2 separate regions of the Ovis aries genome follow, and region 1 is linked to region 2. A link is a contact called in public Hi-C data. All regions are on one chromosome and are shown on one strand. The core of a region is the stretch at or near the end of the contact, and the rest is flanking DNA. Distances in the headings are between cores, read along the strand shown. Region 1 has its middle 260 kb from the start of PLEKHG7. Region 2 has its middle 23 kb from the start of TRNAW-CCA.

Region 1 (4,905 bases), core at 1,399-3,898, 1.1 Mb before region 2:
GGCTGATGTGTGAATGGACTTGTGTCCTAAAAATTAGAGAGAGAGAGCACTTAACACATCCCTACTGCTTAATTTCTTCAGAGTTCAGGCCCTGTTCCAAGGAATGAATTATATTTTCTCTGCAGCAGCTAAGATCCGGGGGGTATCCTCTGTCTGTGTCAACTGCACCCTATCACAGACAAATACTTGTAAAAACTAAAATGTCTCAGTACATTGACAATAAAATGTCATCAGTGTGTCCCTGTGACTGATCTGTGCAAAGTCAAGTCATTTCTTTGAAGTCAGCTGAGAATACCAGGGGCCCTTCTTTCCTCCAGACACATGGAAGTGGGAGAACAGCTGCTCTTTGTTTCAGGAAAGGACAGGGCGAAGGTTAGTTCATGGGTAGAGTTTCCTGTTTGTAATGTCTGAATCCAAGGGAGGTGCCAAGAATTTTGAAGGTTTTATTCAAGGGAAGATAGTTTCTTATTGGGACAGAATTGCAATGAAAGTACAATTTCCTCCCCAGTTGATGTCTTGGTCCTTCAGAAGTACCTACGATTAATCATACAATTGTCTTGCTAATGGCCATTTGATGGTTGTCCTTTATCTACCAAAGAATGTCCAAACACTTTAGCCCTCTCCAAACTCTACCAAGAATTATTTGCAATTCTATGAACTCTTCTTGTTCCCCTGTGCTGGGAATGGCTTTTCTACAGCTTCACCTGGACAACTCACCTGTTAAGATTCAGCAAAGGTGTCATCTTTGCTTAGTAGCCTTTTAGTAATTATCAGTTAGTATTCACACCTCTTCTTTGTGGTCTCAAAGCATCCCATGCTTTCCTCTGTCTAGAGTGTTCTCCAACCTGCCTGCAGAATGGAATCACCTGGAAATTTATCAAAACACAACACCCAGACCCTACTGAGAGACTTTGTTTCCACTGGTCTAGGTTGGAGTCAAACTGAAACCGGGCAATTCTAATGTGCAGCCAGTGTTGAGAACCACTGATTTATTGTAGACCTTATGACATATTATATTAAAAGCTTTGTGTTTATCTTCTCCCAGATTAAGTTTCTTGAGGACTGGAATTATTTTATATTAAGAGACATGTCTTCTGATATTTAAAAACGCCAAATACTAGGAGGTGCCCAATAAGTCATTTGTGAAGAATGAATGAATAATTAGTATATACATATCTCAACCTCCCTTTCACTTATGTTTAGAAGCTCATTTATGTGCAGTGCAGTTGCTCAGAGTAAGAAACTGTGGAAAATAGAATTGATATGGGTCCCAGGTGTTTGGGGACAAAAGATACATTCTAAGAGAGGTGTCTGAGGAAACACAATAAGGGCTGAAAGAAAACCTGGGAAATTTTGAATTAATTAATAGCAGGTGCTAAAAGACAAAACCAACCATGCAATCTGACCTGAATAGAATTTGGGAAGAGAGGCTAATGCAAGAGATTCTGGGCTGGAAATCAGAAGGGAACAACCAACTTAACATGTAGGAGACTGAGAAGCAATTAAATTCTCCCTACACAGGATAGAAATACAAGACACATGGACTCTCTCCAGAAGAGACTTAGCTTTCCCTTAAGTCCAGAGGCTATAAGTCAAGGTACCCTAGTAGCTTGAAGGCGAGCCTGCACAGCAAGATGTTGAGCATCCCTGGACATGTTTTGTGGCTCATAGTATGTGCTCAGTGCTTTATATATTTTCCCACATAATATGCAGGATTAGGCTTATGAAGGAGCCTTTATCTTAACAAGTTTTATAGATGAGGACACTGACGTTTAGGAGAACTAAGTCCCAAGCCACCTATATTACAATGGGTAAATGTCACCTCTTACATGGCCAGTGAACCTTCCTGATCAGATGATTCTCTGTGGAGGGGAGTTACTTGAAAATATGGAAGGATGGACAAGAGCTCCAGAGTCTCAATCCAAGAAGAGAGGTTTCTCCTTCAGGTCTTGCCAGTGGACCAGGAGATAGCAGGTAGAAGGAACCTTCTGTGGATGGTTGGTGTGTGTTTTGATTTTAAAGAAACGCCTATTTGTGTGTGCCCAGCACCATGAAGTAGCCTTGGACAGTGAGAACACAATGCTGTCCACTTCTGGACTCGTAGTGCACGTATTTGTGAAAGTGTGTGCCCTTTTTCAGAAGAGGGAAGATGAAAGAGAACACTTGGAATCTTTCAGTGATTCTACAAGATGGAAGAGTGTTTAGGTATAAAGTTTGGACTGTTTTTATTTTAAAGAATGACCTATGAATTCATTACTTTCATAACATGGGATTTTGGTTTTACTTTCTATAATAAGTCATCAAAATTTTAGTCTTGTAATATTTGGTTTCCCATTTTAAGCGGAATTCCCACTCCCACAGTCTCCCTCTTGACTATTGACAGTCTGTGTTTCAGGAAGCTTCTTCTCTCTCATCTTAATAAACTTTTAAGTTCCAAAACAAAGTCTGATCTTAACTATTAGTTTAACCAATCAGTTTAGTCTGTCTACATAATGGTGCAATGAAGATGCTTGCAGATATTGATTCCCTAAAGTCAACTTCCCTTACCAGTCAGCTGTGATGACTAGTTCGTCTGGAATAGTTCCTGCAGTTCCAGCCTTTGTGCCAAGCACGTTGCAGCTGCTGGCCTTCCCCTCAGCCCTGTACACAATTCCCGTCTGTGGAAACTATAATCACCTGCTGGAAGAGATACTTGCTTGTCCACACTGCAGGAGGAGGCTGGAGTTGGGACATTTCTTTGGCTTGCTGGGAAATAACCTGGACTTTAAACTTAGCTGAACCTAGGTTCAAATACTGACCTTGCTGTTTGTAAGCACTTTCAGGGCTAAGGGAAGCTCAACAAATGTTGCTTTCCTCCCTGTCTGCCTTTGAGAAACAGTGCAACCTTCTTTCCAGTGGATCATTTCTGTGATCCAACCACATGGACATTCCGTCCAGCACATCCACACCAAGAGCACGTGGTTATGGATTGTGCTCTCTGTTGCCTTTGGTTCTTTCTCACAAAGCCTGCATTTCAGAAACAGCTCGTGAACAGTCTGTATTTCACAGTGATTTTTTAATCTCACCTTTCTCTAGATGTGGATGTTCTATGACTCCTGGCTTCCTGACATGTGAAAAAATATGTTCCTTCTCTCAGTCTGTGTCTCCTGATAACAAGTTCAGATGAGCCTTTTCTAAATAATGAAAGAAAAGGTGGCCACCACAGGCTTTTATAACTGACCTTATTTCAGAATTCGGTTGGTAACTCTTAACTCACTTTCCAGAGAGAGGCAGTGTGTATGTGTGTGTGTGTGTGTGTGTGTGTGTGTGTGTGTGTGTGTGTGTGTGTTAGTCACTCAGTCATGTCTGACTCTTTGCAACCCCATGGACTGTAGCCTGCCAGGCTCCTCTGTCCATGGAATTCTCCAGGCAAGAATACAAGAGTGGGTTGCCATTTCCCTCTCTAAGGGATCTTCCTGACCCAGGATTGAACCCAGGCCTTCTGCATTGCAGGAAGATTCTTTCCCATCTGAGCCACCAGGGAAGCTAAGAATCTCTCTAGAGGTAGTCAAAACAAGTGGCAGTGCCTAACCTTGGCATGTTCCCTGGCCCTCTGTGGTCCTGTGTTTGATCCTCTTTGTGAAAGGCAGATAGTGTTATGTGACATCTAAGGTTCCTTCCTCCTCTAAACCTTCCAGCCTCTAACCCCAGGCTACTGCTTGCTGATTTATAAGACAATATATTGACTTGCCTGAAGATATTAAATGGCAAATATTTAAGAACTCTGGTCCTTCTCCACTTCTTTATGTCTAGGTTATAAAATTATGGTAATGATTACTTTTTCATTACTCACCTCATCCCATAAAACACCTCTCACTACATAAATGCACATAGGCTTTTTTCAACAACTACTACTCATTTTGTTGAAGGGAATCAGGTCCTTGATAAAGGCCAGTAAGAGAGCACCAGCTTTCTGCTAGTAGACTTTACATTCTCTCTGGGCAAAAGGTTTACTGTGGCTGAGACCAATACAGCGTCATCCAGTGGTCCTCTCCTAAGGGAGAGTTACCAACTACTCATTGCTGCTGCTGCTGCTGCTGCTAAGTCACTTCAGTCGTGTCTGACTCTGTGCGACCCCATAGATGGCAGCCCACCAGGCTTCCCCATCCCTGGGATTTTCCAGGCAAGAACACTGGAGTGGGTTGCCATTTCCTTCTCCAATGCATGAAAGTGAAAAGTGAAAGTGAAGTCGCTCAGTCGTGTCCAACTCTTTGCGACCCCGTGGACTGCAGCCTACCAGGCTCCTCCATCCATGGGATTTTCCAGGCAAGAGTACTGGAGTGGGGTGTCATGGCCTTCCCCAGACTACTCATTAGTTGCCCCAAATGCTGGTAACATGTGCCACGAGGTTGAGGAGAATAGAAGGAACATTTACCAGAAAGAAAATTTAGACATAATAGGTTCTTCCTTCTGGGTCTCCCCCTCTATTGCTACTGTTAAACTGAAACCTTTTACATTGAAATCTTGTTTTCCTTTTTTTATACTCATGACCACGCTTCAAAGCAAGTCTTATACCTCCTTTGCAGCTGAGAATATGGAGGCTCTGAGATGTTAATGAATATCCCAAGCTCACCCAGGTCTCTGGCTATAAAACCTGTGTTTATTTAATGTCATTAACATGACCCCTGCCAGGAATTCCTAAATGTGTCTAAAATGGATTAAAAACAAACTGGGATGTTTAGGATATGGAGAAACCCTGAAATGATCACATCTCTAAGGCAGGCCTACCATAATGTTGTTTTCCACATTTGCAAAGTTTCAAGGAGGTACCCTGTGAACTGGAAGCAAATACTGAGCTATTTAACACCCCTATATCAAGAGGGTTTTGAATCCTTTTCCCCAGTAGATTCACAGAAGTCAGGCATT
Region 2 (4,707 bases), core at 795-3,294:
ATATTTTCTACCAGAAAATCATACAAAAATCCTTCAGTTTATAAAAGAGTTTCTCCTCCCACAACTCTTTTCAGCAATAATCCAGTCTCTTCACTGAAGAAGTAAGAACAGACTGGAAAAAGAGAAGCCAACCATTCATTTCACTTTGGATGAACTTTTTTGCCCTCTGATGTCTTACAAAAGATATTTGTTGAATTCTTCAACTATCAAAAACCAGAGAAGGAAGATTTTCCCACAGCAAAATTAGGAACGGGCCAGTTTATCTTATCTTCTGCTGCTTTTCTCTTCATCAGTTTAGGCTGTCTGAGCATGGCTGACAATGTTGGAGACACATTCCAGGGACTTTCCAGAGCACACAGGGCGGTATGGTCACCCTTTGGCAAGTGTCTTAAGACCTGAGGTGTCCTTCATCGGTATTGACCAACCTCGCTGTGCCCACTTAGGGCTAATGCTGTTATTCACACTCACAGCCTTTTATGAGTTTGGGGTTGGTTTCTTCTTAGACATGATTTTCAGGTTCACTGGCAACTTCACAACTTATTTGTACAAATGTCTGTCTGAATTTGTCGAAGAACTGTGACAGCAGATCTTATGAGAACATTAGTTGCAGTTGCAAAATACTGTGGTTAAAAGAACATAGGAAAATAGAGCATTTTAGGTCAGTGTTTAGCAATGAGCTATTCTGAATATTTGGTTATAGGGTAGCATTTTTTTTAAACTTAGTTTTACCTACTTATGAAAGAACATAGAAGTTGGAAATCATGTACGTTAGTAAACTAAGACCTTAATTTCCTCTTATTTAATTTTCTCAATTTTTACAGTTTTGAAATCCTATACCTCTTTGGAATTATCTCAGATATTCATTCTTAAAGACTTTGGGTGGCTTTCTAAGCAATTTTTAATTTTAGTCTTTCAATAAAAGAGATATTTGAGTGCTGAAATCTTATACAGTATATCAGCAGAGGCTGACATAATGTGTAAATCACATATACTCCCCAAAACAGAAAACTTGTGTACATCAGGATGGCAGATATACCTGTCACTTTTATTTAAGAGTTTGATCAAAAGTTCCCTTGCTGGCCACTTAAAGTCACTAATGTGTTCTCAAAACTTGGGAAATTTGAGGCTTCAGTCTTTGGGATTGATAGGGAGGAGATATATAAAGTATTTTCCCTAAACCATAAAAACACTGAGAAATTTAATGGGCTATTTTAGATGGCAAATTCCAATTTTATGCCATTATGGATCTGGGATAAATGTAATGGGAATGCTTTAACATTTTGCATTCATGGTTTTTTTTACAACTTGTCTATTCAAACGACAAGAAGATTTTAAACTTGTTCTAGGATTCCCAGTTTTAAATGCTTTTTCTCTGGCATTGAAACTGAATCCTAATGGATTCTTTGAATCCATTTCTTTCAAATATGAAATTAATCATTAATAAACTCCTTTCTTCAGTGTTTTAAACTGGGTTTCCTAGGAGCAGAACTGGAGACAGGAATTCAGATGGGGGTATTTAATCAACAAACAGCCTTCAAGAGAAGGGAGTGAGAGAAGCAGGACAGGCCAGAGGAGGAGGTAAACTAGGACAGACACGCAGCTGGAGATACTCCAGCCAGATCCTACTGGATCTCTGAAGCATAAATCTCACCTCACATTGAGGCAAGCGCTCTATCATTTTTATCCCTGGTTGGTCTCAGACGCGGGTTCGATCCCTGAGTCAGGAAGTTCCCCTGGAGAAGGAAATGGCAACCCACTCCAGTATTCTTGCCTGGGAAACCCCATGGGCAGAGGAGCCTGGCAGGCTGCAGTACACAGGGTCACAAAGAGGCAGACATGACTTGGCGACAAAATAACAACAGTCTGTCATTGGCCATGGGTTGTAAAAGGGTAGCGTGGGGTGGCATAGCGTCTCAGGCTAGGCAGTACGGGATTAAAGAGAGAAATTCTCCAGAGAAGGGGACAACTGTGAGCAGCTATCATCTCAGGAACTGAGGCTGAGATAGAGGTGCCGCTGCTGGCAAGGGGATCAGGATGTGGCAACACGCCACTCAGACACACAGAACTCTTATTTGTTCTGGGCTGAACAAAAAGTAACTGTTTTATCAGTTTAACAGAGTATTAATGGCAAAGCTATTTTTCTCTTTAGTTAATTATTACTCAGATTAAAAGAAGAGCTCAGTTTTGCTTGACAGGATGGAGCTGAATTTGACTCCTAGCTCTTTCTACAATGCCCCCAAATCAGTAACTTGACTTTCCTAGGTTTCATTCTTCTAATATACGAGTAAAATGATGTCAATTTTCAAAAGTATAAGAATTAGTGGTTTGTTTCAGATATACGGAGAAGGCAATGGCACCCCACTCCAGTACTCTTGCCTGGAAAATCCCATGGGCAGAGGAGCCTGGTAGGCTGCAGTCCATGGGGTCTTGTACAACAGGGTGATTTGATGTTTTCATATACTGCAAAATGGTCACCACAGTAAGTCTAATTACCATCCAATTAGCTTACAAAGAGGGCTTCCCTGATAGCTCAGTTGGTAAAGAATCTGCCTGCAATGAAGAAGACCCCCAGTTCAATTCCTGAGTCAGGAAGATCCCCTGGAGAAGGGCTAGGTTACCCACTCCAGTATTCTTGGACTTCCCTTGTGGCTCAGATGGTGAAGAATCTGCCTGTAATGTGGGAGACCTGGGTTTGATCCCTGTGTTGGGAAGATCCCCTGGAGAAGGGAAAGGCTACGCACTGTAGTATTCTGGCCTAGAGCATCCCATGGACTGAAGAGTTGGTGGGGTCTCAAAGAGTTGGACACGACTTTCAGTTACCATATAAAGTTAATATACAATATTATTGACTGTATTTCTCAAACTGTACATTATATCTGAACACCTTACTTATTTTATAGCTAGAATTTCGAGACCTAGAAAAAAAATTAATTTGATCTCCTTAAATATTAAGAAATAATAACACGAGAAAAGACCATGATGCTTGGAAAGCCTGAAGGCAAAAGGAGAAGAGGGTGGCAGAACATGAGATGGTTAGATAGCATCACTGACTCAATGAACATAAATTTGAGCAAACTCCAGGAGATTGTGATGGACATGGGAAGACTGGCCTGCTGCAGTCCATGAGGTCGCAGAGTCAGACTTAACTTTGCAACTGATCAACAACAACAATTAATGCTGCAGGAATTACCAGTTCTGTAAATAGTACTGAGATAGTCTCCATTTTATTTGTAGTACAGAAATTAAAAACTACTGGGGCAGACCTGACTGGAGTATTTGCATTTTGCAAGATGCACTCTTGGCTCTTTACACTTGAAATCACTTTTAACACTCTCAACATATCTGCTAGGTAGAGATTGTGATCCCACGTTCTAAAAGGCAAATTGAGGCTCAGAAATTTTGAGTGACTCACCTGAAATTGCTCAACTAGCAGGAAGAGCCAAGATTTGAACACAAAGCTGAAACTTCCCACTTGAATCAGACATCTTGCTCTTTTTCAGCATTCTAATCAGTAAACTACCTTCCTAATTTAGATAAATTGTTTACAATTAGAAGACTTTCTGGGCACATTCATCTTGGTAACAAGACAGGTTGTCACGTGCCTGAACGTACGGTCTTAGAGAAAGTGTCAAGGAGTATAATGGTAAATGTCCTTTCAGATGTTCAGAGAATACTTCTGGTTAATAATTGGGTATCATTGGCCCGAATCCTAGTACTCTCTAGAAATTCAATTCCTCTGATGTTGTGTTTTTGTTTTTTGTTTTTTGTAAGATTGCACAGGACCCTAAAAAATCATACTTTCAGATACATGGAGAAGAAACTTGCATCTCTACTCATGTCCTCCTTCACTGAATTTTTGTTTGTTTGTTTTTCGTCCTTTTATTTCCCAGGTGGTTGATGATCTCTTCACCTTCTCTCTGGGTTCTCAATGTCAGGGGCTAAAAATGAGACCTCATTTCACTTAGTGCGTGTGCCCAGCATGAATGGAAAAAGACGCAGGTACAATAGCCTAAAAAGGAAGGATTCTGCTTGAAATGCAAACAGTGCCTCATGCTGCCATTTACTTTATGACTCATTAAGAACACCAGCTCTGTCATTTTCCACATTTCATTACCAGTGTTTCTCCTACTGCTTGTCTTCTTTGTATGCATTTTTCAATTGCTATATTTTACTTCTTCATGCCTTCCTCAGGCCTCTTTAATTACTCTTGCCGGGATTATGCTGAGGAAGAGGGTTAGGGTGATGAAACGGAGTGCAGAGAGGGTTTGGCCATCTCTTTAAATACCCTGTCAGAGGTACTGGGCCCCACTTGTGGATACCTAGTTACCTGATGTTTTCTGTTAGTGTGGGATACATAATACCTCTTGCTCCTCAGCTTTGGTTTCTAGCAATCAACTCCAGAGCAACAGAAAACATCACAAAATTTTGTTATAAACATATTATCATATTTAACTTCCCCAAAATCTATTTTTCATTGGAAAACTGTAGCTCAGAAAGTTTAAGCAGTTTGTTTAAAGGCACACAGATGGTGCTGGTAGATTTGGTATTCAGGTTTAGACCTGACTGACTCTAGGCAACAAACACGTTCAACAACTCTGACTCCAGAGAGGCATACGATTTCCCGGGGCTGCATCTTGGGAAAACTTCTTGTGGATTTTAGTATAATTGGTTAGGTGAGACACTAGAATATAAAATATGCAATGGCAT

The links. Hi-C and Micro-C count contacts between places; a contact is called where the count stands out from the background.
Region 1: a contact with region 2 is called in a Hi-C map of liver, with 5 times the contacts expected there. The contact joins two enhancer-like sites.

What each region holds. Positions count from the first base shown.
Region 1 is chr3:128,818,789-128,823,693 of ARS-UI_Ramb_v3.0, reverse strand. No RefSeq gene overlaps it. Among named protein-coding and RNA genes, the nearest start is that of PLEKHG7, 260 kb to the left of the region's middle. Within about 2 kb of position 2,648, at least 3 of the 54 cell types and tissues checked have an H3K27ac peak or open chromatin away from gene starts, as enhancers often do. A contact at or near this core is called in liver, where this site is marked.
Region 2 is chr3:127,750,663-127,755,369 of ARS-UI_Ramb_v3.0, reverse strand. No RefSeq gene overlaps it. Among named protein-coding and RNA genes, the nearest start is that of TRNAW-CCA, 23 kb to the left of the region's middle. Within about 2 kb of position 2,044, at least 4 of the 54 cell types and tissues checked have an H3K27ac peak or open chromatin away from gene starts, as enhancers often do. A contact at or near this core is called in liver, where this site is marked.